Linked DNA regions of Oncorhynchus kisutch: region 2 is linked to region 1. The links are chromatin contacts, called in public Hi-C maps. All regions are on one chromosome and are shown on one strand. The core of a region is the stretch at or near the end of the contact, and the rest is flanking DNA. Distances in the headings are between cores, read along the strand shown. Region 1 holds the start of LOC109869928 (sentrin-specific protease 7). Region 2 holds the start of jagn1a (jagunal homolog 1a).

Region 1 (5,834 bases), core at 1,008-3,507:
GACCACACCTGACACCACTTACTAAAACATCTGCCCATTTCTAGTTTAATTTCCTCATAATCTCCCAGATGTCTTCTTTCCAAATATACCATGTTTTTTCATGTCAGAATCATGTAATTACACATGAATAGTAGTTACTTTTGGTCATTTTTACCATTACATTTGAATATGCTCTGCCCATGTAATTTGAGTGTCAAACCAGAACCCCAGGAACCTAAACCCTCTCACCCTCTCCAGATTCCTTCCATACAACCTCCCCAACCTTCCTTCTAGAAAAAAACACAGTCTGTGTTTTCTCAAGTGAAAACTTGACACCCCACCTGAGGGACCACTGCTTAACTTCACTAATCGCTTCTTGAACTCTTCTAGCTCTATGGGTAATATTTCTCTCTCTCTTCCACAGATCCCATCATCTGCAAACAATGATCTCCAAATATCAGGTCTCACCTGGGAGAATACATCATCAATCATAATGGAGAACAAAAAAGGACTAATGACACTTCCCTGGGGGGTACCATTATCTACCTCATAGCTTTCTGACATAGAGATCCCCACCCTCACTTTTATTGATTGCCCAAAAAGAAAATCCTTTATCCAGTTAAAAACACTTCCTACAACCCCCATGTTATCCAGCTTGATAAGTAGACTTTCCTTCCACATCATATCATAAGCCTTCTCTACATCAAAGAAAACGGCTCCCACCACCTCCTTATTTGCCTGTGTCTTCCGTATGACTGACTCAAGGCACAGTACAGGATCTATCGTTCCCCTGCCTTTCCTGGACCCACTTTGATCTGGTGACATTAGTCCTCTACTCTCTAGACAGTAAGTCAGCCTTTCCATAATCATCCTCTCTATAGTTCACATACATGAGTCGTCAACGCTATCGGCCAATCGCTTTAAGGACTAGTAGTGTCTTCCCAGGTCTCCATATTGACACCACTACCGCCTGCTTCTAACTTCCGGGCAGTTTCCCTCCCTGCCACACCTTATTGTAAAGGCCCAATACTTTCCCCATTGCAGTGTCACTGAGATGAGCCATCATGATGTAACACATCCCATCCTTCCCAGGAGATGTTACCCCAACTTTAGCTAATGCTCTCTTCATCTCAGCCAATGTAAAAGGGGCATTCAATGCATCCACCACCATCTCTCTCTGATCCAGGAGAGAGATGGTTCTTCTCGGACATCCTCTTTCCCACGTTGCCCCTCTTCTGTCAGATTTTTTGAGCTGTGCACCTTCACAAATGCCTGGGCTGACATCTCTGCCTTCTCATTATCTCTCACTGCAATCTCCCCACTTTTCAGCCCAGGGAGATCCAAATCTCATCTGACCCCACTCATCCTCTTAATCATCCCCCATACCGCTCCCACAGGAGTGGTCCTGCCTATTTTTCCACAGAACCGGCGCAAATACATCCTCTTAATCATCACCCATACCTCTCCCACAGGAGTGGTTCTACCTATGTTCCCACAGAACCGGCGCCAACACTCCCTCTTAGCTGTCCTAATGATCCCCCTTACTACTGCTTGTGCTTGTTTATACTGAATCAGGCGCTGGTAATTATGGCACCTTTTCAACATTCTGAAAGCAATGTTCCTACAGTTCAATGCTTCTCTACACTCATCAGTCCACCAAGGAGCCGAGTTACTCTTTCTCCCCCTTGTACCCATAGGAATCACCTGCCTTCATCTGAATTGAGATCAACCTGAGATGGCTCCTGTTCACTCAACTCCTCATCATCACTACTCTCCTCTGACAAGTCCTGCGAAGGCTCCACAGTCTTGGATTAATTTCCAAATAGGCTTTCTCCAACGACCCATGGCAGAGTTTAAGCACAGATAGAACAATGAGACCGATATTTGGTTGGCGTTTCCACTTACTACCAAATATGATGGTGAGAGGAAGCACAGTGGTCGGCAGTGGGGCAAGATAGATTTTGGCCGACATTCGGCAAATTTTGTAATCGATTAATCATTTGATCTCAGTACAGTTTTCTGTTTCCAAAACTAGAATATGTTACCAACAGAGTGGACTACGTTTTTTAGACTTTACCCTTTGCCAATTTTTTTAAAGATTGCGTTGTTTGGAAGGACTGCAAGGGTAAATTGAGTTATTGCACATGCGTACTTCACAGAGTAGGCGTTTCCCAACGGAAATATGCAAATATATGCTAGAACGCACCAATAGGCTCTCGCTATCTCGTGCTTGGCTCTGCCCACCTTGCTTATTCTGCCCACTCTGAATTAATTTTCTCCCATTGGAAATGACAGGCTGTGGTCTATCTTGGGTTAGTTATAAAAAATCTTTGGTTTAAGTGCCTTCAAAAATATGCCATTATTATTCATCTCTATAGGCACTAAAGCGGCCAGATCGTACACTTCCGGAAACACCAGGATGTTCTTCTGTCCAGGAAAAGCGTGAAAATATCTACAACCTGTGCGAACAACGCAACGTGTAGGTATTTAGGATTTTATAGGCGTTCCAGTTAATCAGCGAGATGATTTGGAGTGTACGGTAGCTGTTTACATTGCCCTTATCCTCGCTCTTTGGTCACGTTTGTGTATGTTGCACTAACTCGCTGTATTATTGAGTAAGTATGAGAATCGGGAACAAAAGTTGATGTCTGCTAGTGAGCTAGCTAAATTAGCTAGCTAGGCAGGTTTTGCCAGGTTTTATTAGGTAGCGTGTCTGTGCATAGCTGGATAATATTGTAGAATGTCAAAGGGCACACACGAAGAGAAGCATTGCATGAGCAGTATTTCACTTCAGTGAAATGCAAATGATTAGCGACCTGAGGGCTAGCTAGAAATTGGTAGTAGCACAGCATGCAAATTCAGAAAATAAATGTGCACCAGCACCACCCGTGACAAGATGCTGCCATTCATGTGTCGCTATTACAAGCTTATAAACAATGGTTTTATTTTTTCCTGGCAAAAGCATTAAGTTCAAAGTACAGAATAAAATAATAGCTCTTGCATGTACCTAATGATGTTACAGTCACCAATGTACACTATATCTACAAAGTATGTGGACACCCCTTCAAATTAGTGGATTCCGCTATTTCAGCCACTCAGGTTGCTGACAGGCGTATAAAATCGAGCACGCAGCTATGGAATCTCCATAGACAAACATTGGCAATAGAATGGCCTTTCAACGTGGCACGTCATAGGATGCCACCTTTCCAACAAGTCAGTTTGTCAAATTTCTGCCCTGCTAAAGCTGCCTCGGCCAACTGTAAGTTGTCCTAGGTTGCAACACTCCCTACCGAGTTCCAAACTGCCTCAGGAAGCAAAGTCAGCACAATAACTGTTAGACGGGAGCTTCATGAAATGGGTTTCCATGGCCGAGCAGCCTCACACAAGCCTAAGATCACCATGCACAATACCAAGCATCTGCTGAAGTGGTGTAAAGTTTGTAGCCATTGGACTCCGGTACAGTGGAAACGCTACAGACTTCACCATTTGGCAGTCCAACAGACAGATCTGGGTTTGGCGGATGCCAGGAGAACGCTACCTGCACCAATGCATAATGCTAGTTTTGTGGAGGAGGAATAATGGTCTGGGGCTATTTTTCATGGTTCGGGCTAGGCCCCTTAGTTCCATTGAAGGGAAATATTAACGCTACAGCATACAATGACATTCTAGACGATTTTGTGCTTCCAACTTTGTGGCAACAGTTTGGAGAAGGCCCTTTCCTGTTTCAGCATGACAGTGCACAAAGCGAGGTCCATACAGAATTGGTTTGGCGAGAACTTGACTAGCCTGCATGGAGCCCTGACCTCAACCCCATCGAACACCTTTGGGGTGAATTGGAACGCCGTCTGCGAGCCAGACCTAATCGCCCAAAATCAGTGCCGACCTCACCAATGCTCTTGTGGCTGAATGGAATCAAGTCCCCACAGCGTTGTTCCAACGTCTAGTGGAAAGTCTTCCCAGAAGAGTGGAGGCTGTTATAGCAGCAAAGGGGGGGATCAACTCCATATTAATGCTAATGATTTTGTAATGAGATGTTCAGCTAGCAGGTGTCCACATACTTTTGATCATGTAGTGTATGTGTGATTGTGCGCTTGTAAACTGACAGGTACGAAAGTGAATGTATACTGTACATATCATGTGTGTCTGCTGCAGAGCTTGTTGGCTGCGTCACCATCGCTGCCTGGATTGGTCACAGGAGGCCCTGGAGAAGGAGTGGCCTGAGGTCAAGCCCTAAAGCACCTATGGTCATGATGGACCATAAGAGAGCACTCACCATTTCACTGGCCGTTGACAAGGTGGATAACTCTCAAGTATGTCTGGCCTGCCTGGCTATATTAGTCCATTGGGATTCCTAGTCTTTTTCTCAGCCACTATGCAATTACTATAATCAACAACAGTGAGCATTTTAACAGTACCCCATTCTGCTTTTAAGATGGGAAGTCCACTAAAAATTCCCAAGATCCTTCTTTCTTCAGAGTTGAGATGTGGGAATGAAGAGTCACAGGTAAATGTTATTCTCTACAGGTCACCTTTCTCTTTCTTTTCATTTTTTTAATTTTTTTACCCCTGTGGCCTCCCTACGAAGTGTACAACACACGCATCCACTCAAATATTAAAATGATAGAAAAGTAATTAAATGACAGATTGCGTATTTAACCTTGTTCCCTGAGGTTTTGTTATTGTGATCTGGGTAGTGGGTCAGTACCTCTACCTCCATTTCTCCAACAGATTCACTGGACCCAGATTGCTGGAAACGGAATCAAACTCCAAAAGTCTTGTCAGCAGAATGGATCCATCTCTTTGGATCACGGCCAAGCGGCTTTAGCCCAAGCGGCAATGAACTGGTGAGGAGCAGTATTTATGGAGCCACAGGTGGAGTTATGTTAGGAAGCAAACCTAATTAGTCTGGTTAGGTTAGACTTGTTGACGGTTCATAGATGATCTTGCTCCATAACACGGTCAGTTATTAAAGCTGCAATATGTCACTCTTTGGGCGACCTGACCAAATTCACATAGAAATATGTTATAGATCTGTCTTTCTCATTGAAATGAACTCTAAGAAGCAGTAGATTTCTTCTTTGTACGCCATTTCTATGCTTCCTGTTCTGAAGTTTAGTTTTTGCGTCTTACTTTTGGTTTTGTACACCAGCTTCAAACAGCTGAAAATACAATATTTTTGGTTCTGGAAAATATATTTCACAGCGGTTTAGATTGTACAATAATTTTCTACACCATACTTGCTTGTTTTGTCACAAACTGAAATTAGAATTTTAGCAACCAGGAAATGGCGGGGCGATTTCTGCATAGTATATCTTTGAGACAGCCTTTGTCTTTATCTGTGAATTTATTCGGTCCATTTGTACGGTAAGGACGAATTAATCCACTGTGTCATTGAGTGCAGTTTTCCGAACATTCACCAGATGGAGCTCTTACCCTAAGCACTTTTCTCAGGTACAGTACATTCAGAAAGTGTTCAAACCCCTTGACTTTTTCCACATTTTGTTATGTTACAGCCTTATTATAAAATTGAGTAAATAGTCCCCCTCCCCTCACCAATGTATACACAATACCCCATAATGACAAAGCAACAGGTTTTTAGAAACCTTTGCAAAATTATTAAAAGTAAAAAATGGAAATATCACATTTGCATAAGTATTCAGACCCTTTACTCAGTACTTTGTTGAAGCACCTTTGACAGCGATTACAGCCTCGAGTCATCTTGGGTATGATGCTACAAGCTTGGCACACCTGTATTTGAGGAGTTTCTCCCATTCTTCTCTGCAGATCCTCTCAAGCTCTGTCAGGTTGGATGGGGAGCGTCGCTGCACAGCTATTTTCAGGTCACTCCAGAGATG
Region 2 (5,834 bases), core at 2,490-4,989, 250 kb after region 1:
AGAATCCTAGCTTCACATGAGGAAGTCTGCCCGCTTGTCGACGTAAACCTGTACGTGGCATACAGCGGAGCGCGCAGTAGTGAATCAACTATTTGACGTATTTTTTTCTGCATAGGAACAGTGGTGGAAAAAGTACCCAAATTTCATACTTGAGTAAAAGTAAAGATACCTTAATAAAAAATGACTCAAGTGAAAGTCATCCAGTAAAATACTACTTGAGTAAAAGGCTAAAGTATTTGGTTTGAATTACACACAAGTATCAAAAGTAAATGTAATTGCTAAAATTTACTTAAGTATCAAAAGTAAAAGTACAAGTGTAAATCATTTCAAATTCCTTATATTAAGCAATCCAGACAGCATCATTGTCTTATTTTAATTTACGGATAGCCAGGGGCACACACCACCACTCAGACATCATTTACAAACGAAGCATGTGTTTAGTGAGTCCCTCAGATCAGAGGCAGTAGGGATGACCAGGGATGTTCTCTTAATAAATGTGTGAATTTGCTCATTTTCCTGTCCAGCTAAGCATTAAAATGTAAAGAGTACTTTAGGGTGTCAAGGAAAATGTATGGTGTAAAAAGTAAATACTTTTCTTTAGGAATGTAGTGAAGTAAAACTACTTAAGTAGTACTTTCAAGTAAGATTGACATTTTACTAAAGTACTTTACAACACTGCATAGGAGCAGGTTGAGAAATTGAGTTTTATATGAAATATGTGACTCTGTGTGATGTGGTTTCCTCTATACTGACTTTTACTAGACATGTTTTGCTTAATTTCAAAGGTTACTGTGACACATAAGTGATTACATGGTGAAAGCAACTGTGATGAAACTACTCAAGCACATCACAAGGTTTGTAACAATCAAGACAACTAAAGACACAATCAAGACAACAAGGATTTAATTTCCCTTTTTATTGGTGGTAAAAACATAATCATAAAAAGTGAGGGAGCAAAGGGTCAAGCATACAGAACATTTAAGAGATATATGAATGATGAGCACCAGGGTTGGGGTCAATTCCATTTCAAATCCAGTCAATTCAGGAAGTACACTGAAATTCCAATTCTCTTCAATGCTTATCAATGATCATTTGGAATTTATATTTGGTTTACTATATGAATTGACTGGTATTGACAAAAACCCAGATGAGCACTACAGTTTGGGCACATTACAGGGACAAATCAAGACCCCTTGATAGCTGTCAAGACACAGACTAACCTGTCAGGCCAACTTAGCGCAGTGATGCATTTTTTTGCCTTTGAAACACAGCATCCCATGTCTCTCAGTCTCAAGCTTTACACAGTACTTGTGCGCATGCCTTACAGGGCTTTCAATATTGACAGACTAGTCGCCGGATGTCAATTTACTGAAACCGTGACAACAAACTAGTCCAGCCCTCATTCCTCCACTGTTAAGACAAAGAGTCAGTAGAGATCCTCCGTCATGCTGCAGTCTCACACAAGGGCTTGGTTCATACGTCTAAATGCTTCACAACAGCTGTAAATATTGTGGTCTCAGAAGGAGTCTCTATCGTTTATTCTCTGAGGCCAGATAAACAAAGTAGAGAATTGCTTTTATTTTCATTTATTTTATTTAACTAGGCAAGTCGGTTAAGAACAAATTCTTATTTACAATGACGGCCTACCCCAGCCAAACCCTAACGATGCTGGGTCTGTAGTGACACCTCTAGCACTGAGATGCAGTGCCTTAGACCGCTGCGCTACTAATTGTTTGTGTATTTGAGAGAAAATGTATACACCTGAGTGTCTTTGAAATGGAGAGAGAGAGTATGCATGTTTTGGCGAGAAAACGTGTGTTGGATAGACCATCTGGAAAGACATAATAGCCAGTGATTGCATGAGGTAATAAATAAATAACAGAATATACTAATATATGCATCCTAAAGACAGAGAGAAAAACACAAACAGTTTTCCCCTAGCCTCAAAACCCACAAAACATCCTCATCACTTCTTCTTCTTCTCCTGTGTGGAGTCAAACCAGGCGTCCAGCAGCTTCTTGCTGTAGTAGATCTGCCAGGCGTGCACCTGCACCGCCGCCACCATCACCAGGTACATGACGGTGACCGCCGCCCAGCCAAATATGAAGCGGTAAGCCTTGCCGTGGCGGTACAGCTGCTGGGCCTCGCCGAGCATCTCCATGGAGCCGTAGAAGAGTGGAGCGATGGAGAACAGGCCTGAGCTGATCATGGAGATCACCAGGTAGCTGATGTTGTTCTTGGGCAGCGACAGGCTACCGGTGACCAGTGGAAAGAGACTGATCAGGTAGGGGTACTCCCATCTGTAGGGCTCAGCCACTGTATCGCTTGGCACCAGGTCAAGTTTGCTGACGATCACCTGGGCCGCCACCAGGAGCCAGAGCAGTAGGTGGACAAAGTTGAGTTTCCGGATCTCAGACTTTAGCGAGGCGCTGGAGACACAGGGAAAAGGGGGAGAGGGAGTTGAGACAGTATGGTTAATGGATAACTATAAACAATATGGTAATAGACAGGCAGGCACACTCAGACAGACAGAAAGGCAAGCGCAGACAGACAGACAGGCAGACAAGCAAGCGCAGAGACAGACACAGGCATACAGCCAGCCAGCAGACATGACTGATTACCTCATCTGGTAGTGTGAGGCCACCTTCTCTCTGTGTTTGAAGTCACTCCCATCAGTACCTGCAGCTCGAGGGCCCACACGAGACGTCATGGTAACAACCTGCTTTCCCAAAAACCATACAACAATAATTTGTCTTATTTGACTTGTTGTACATTTTATAATTTATTTTGCCCACATCTGATTCATCAATAATGAGCATATGCGTTCTTTACATGCATTTAATCCATGACAATGACAAAGAGTTGATCCATGCAGACAGACACACTGAGATGTGATGATCAGTCTTCTATTTCTACACTTAAACAATTGAATATTAGAAGCTCGTCTATTATTTAAGTTGTTTTATCAACCGTAATATAACATCAATAGATATGAATAGTAGCTAGTTGCATATTTCTCTGCCTCTGGCAACTGGGAAAGCTTTGCTAACGTTCGCTATTTAACGTTAGCTAGCATAACTTTCACAAGCAGTTGGTCAGGTTAGCTAGCTATGTTAAGCGGATTCATTCATTGTCCTCTTGGAAAGGAGGTTACCGAGAGCACACTCTCGCTGAATAAATGTCTTTGTATGCAAACGTTTCACCTATTTATCGATTCATCCATGTGTCATCCATATTTCACCTGCTAATAAATTGTAATGCTAACGTACGTTAGCAATCGCTAACTGGCTAGCGTACTAAAAATTGCCTTGAATGCAGTAATTCACCGTACAGTAGTTTAAAAATAACAATTAATTGAGGATTCTTACCGTTTGTTACTGAGATGCTGAATGAACGTAGTTAGCGAGCTACTACAGTACCTAATATGCCTAAATGCCAAGATGAATAGAAGCTGGGTGAATAGATAGAAGCCGGCTGAATAGAGGACAAGACACATGCGTTGTGCGCACTGCGCACGCGCATCACATCAGTCGCAGCATCCCTTTTTCTCTCAACATCCTCCGTGAGCCTTTCGAGACTGGTCCATTGCCTATTTTTTTGTCTGCTTCGTTTTCCATCACGGAAACATAATTGTTGGTAAGACACCAGACGCGTTTCCTTTTGTGTTTTGCGGAAAAAAGAAAGCACCTCTTAAAACGACGAAATACAATAACACATTTGATTAAAATGAACATTACGTTTTGCCACACCCTCAAGTGGTACTCAATAGATGTGCCAAAAAATGTGTGATAGAAGAAGCTATAGGATGAATCCTATTTACCTTATTCATCTTTGTCTTGAGCATATGATACCATTTAATAACCATGGGCGAGTCAACTTAGAGTATCTGTCTGTCTCTGGCAGCACAGAATGCTCATCTCTTCTCAATATGGCATATCAGTGAAGAGCAATATGACCAAGACAGAGCCAGAGGATATTTACTGGCCATCCGGGGCAAGTAAAATTACTTTATTGAATTTTGAGTGGTGAACTGGACTAATCTGATATGCACATATCAGTGTCACACAATAAAATTATACATGTTTTGATATATGTTAAAATAAGAATAACGCATGACCTTTTAGTTAAATCATCTTTATTTAAAAAACAACATCTACAGTATAACAGTAAAAACATAAAAACTCAAGGTTTTGTTTGGTTATACTGTGTTTAGCTTGAAAATAAAAGAGAGCCGCACACTCTAGGAGCTCAGATGCAAAAATGTAATTACCAACGTTTCGACAGCCAAGCTGTCTTCATCAGGGTATAATCCTTGGCTGTTGAAACGTTGGTAATTACATTTTTGCATCTGAGCTCCTAGAGTGTGCGGCTCTCTTTTATTTTCAAGTTTTCTACTCCGCTAGCCAGCACCTCTAGCCAGCACCTCTAGCCAGCACCTCTAGCCAGCACCTCGCCTTAATAGGTGTGCCTTTCTTTTTCTTCTAGATTATACTGTGTTTAGCACCATGGACTGAAATAAAGATAGAAAACAGAATTGATACCTGGAGTCAGGGGAGGGGTAGAAGGGTAGGGATGGGTAGAAAGGAAGGGTAGACTAGAGGGGTGAGGTATAGGGATATATAGGTGGGTGAGAGGTGAGGGAGGGGGCATGCAGCAAGGCATTTTCACCCTTCCCCCTCTCTCTTTTGACATTCTATTCTTTGTCTATATTCGTTGTCTATAATTCTCCTCACTATCTTGTAACCACAAACACCTCCTCCTGGTTTATTTTGGGCATTATTCTCGCTAATTGACATCAAAGTATTTATTAACCTTCAATCTTAACCTCCACATACAGTACCTTTAACCCAATGACTTAAATTCTGTCTTGCTGAACCCAGAGGGAATAGGCCTACACACCATTTTCCCCAGAGTAATTCATTCATTCAATTCTCTTTTTCAAAAGTTATTCACAATTGATTATCAATTCCTATCCTACTTCCATAACCGTATAGGCCATCTAAATGAGTGTCTATCTGTTGGTCAAACTTGTTTCATACCTCTGTCAGTATAGTGCTCCTGCTTCATTCAGCTGACAACAGACACATACAGCAAGAAGGGGCTTTGTAATGAGAGCAGTGGTTTTCATTTTTGTGGGCTAGTCAGTGTCTGTTGGAGCATTACTCTTTACGTGCCACAAGAGGCATCACTTTGAACCAATACACCCATAATGCATTATATTCCCATCCATTTCATGCAACAAAATCACCCCTATAAACATCACAGATGATGCTTGTCTGCAAAAGTAACAACAAAAAATAATCACACAAATCAAACAAAAACAAAACAACAAAGTTATGTAACAAACTAAAATGTCACAAATGATAGCACCACTTTATGTGAATCTTGAACTGTCTCTATTGGTTTTCAATTGCCATTTTATAAGTACCGTAATACAAAAGTTCAGGTGCCAATATAGCTATTCAATTTATTTTCTTTAGTTTTCTTTTTAAAGTTATCCAATTTACATTCTTTGCCACAGTTTTGTTTATGGCAGCTGCCAGTTTGAATAGGAACATGTAGGGTCTGGGGAAAACACAATACTAAATATATACCTCAGATATCCCATTCTTTCTTCTACAGTCTCCACATCAGTCTGTGCTGTACTACAAATCAAACCAATATATATCACCACATTTTACAATTAATGAACCCAGTTGCTGTAATGGAATATTTTAATGCAGTGTTGTTGTGACAACTTCTAAGACCAGTAGATAGATACAGCAATCTTTGTACCCCAACATCAATTGTTATTAAAAACTGCATATATGTACCCTCACACAAGCACACTCCTC

The links. Hi-C and Micro-C count contacts between places; a contact is called where the count stands out from the background.
Region 2: a contact with region 1 is called in a Hi-C map of liver, with 7 times the contacts expected there. The contact joins the promoter of jagn1a here to the promoter of LOC109869928 in region 1. A contact is called at or near these places in 2 of 2 Hi-C or Micro-C datasets (liver and muscle).

What each region holds. Positions count from the first base shown.
Region 1 is chrLG2:64,910,463-64,916,296 of Okis_V2, forward strand. It overlaps LOC109869928 (sentrin-specific protease 7), which reads left to right and starts at 2,258. Exons shown (of 22, transcript XR_004204599.1): 1 at 2,258-2,458; 2 at 4,132-4,289; 3 at 4,412-4,483; 4 at 4,708-4,823.
Region 2 is chrLG2:65,154,027-65,159,860 of Okis_V2, forward strand. jagn1a (jagunal homolog 1a) reads right to left here and starts at 3,740. Exons shown (of 3, transcript XM_020499856.2): 1 at 3,369-3,740; 2 at 2,622-2,719; 3 at 902-2,429. The coding sequence starts at 2,710. The coding sequence ends at 1,967. It overlaps LOC109903226 (collagen alpha-1(VIII) chain-like), which reads right to left. Exons shown (of 3, transcript XM_031800044.1): 3 at 4,393-5,834. It overlaps LOC109870174 (protein TFG), which reads right to left and starts at 87. Exons shown (of 8, transcript XM_020460580.2): 1 at 1-87.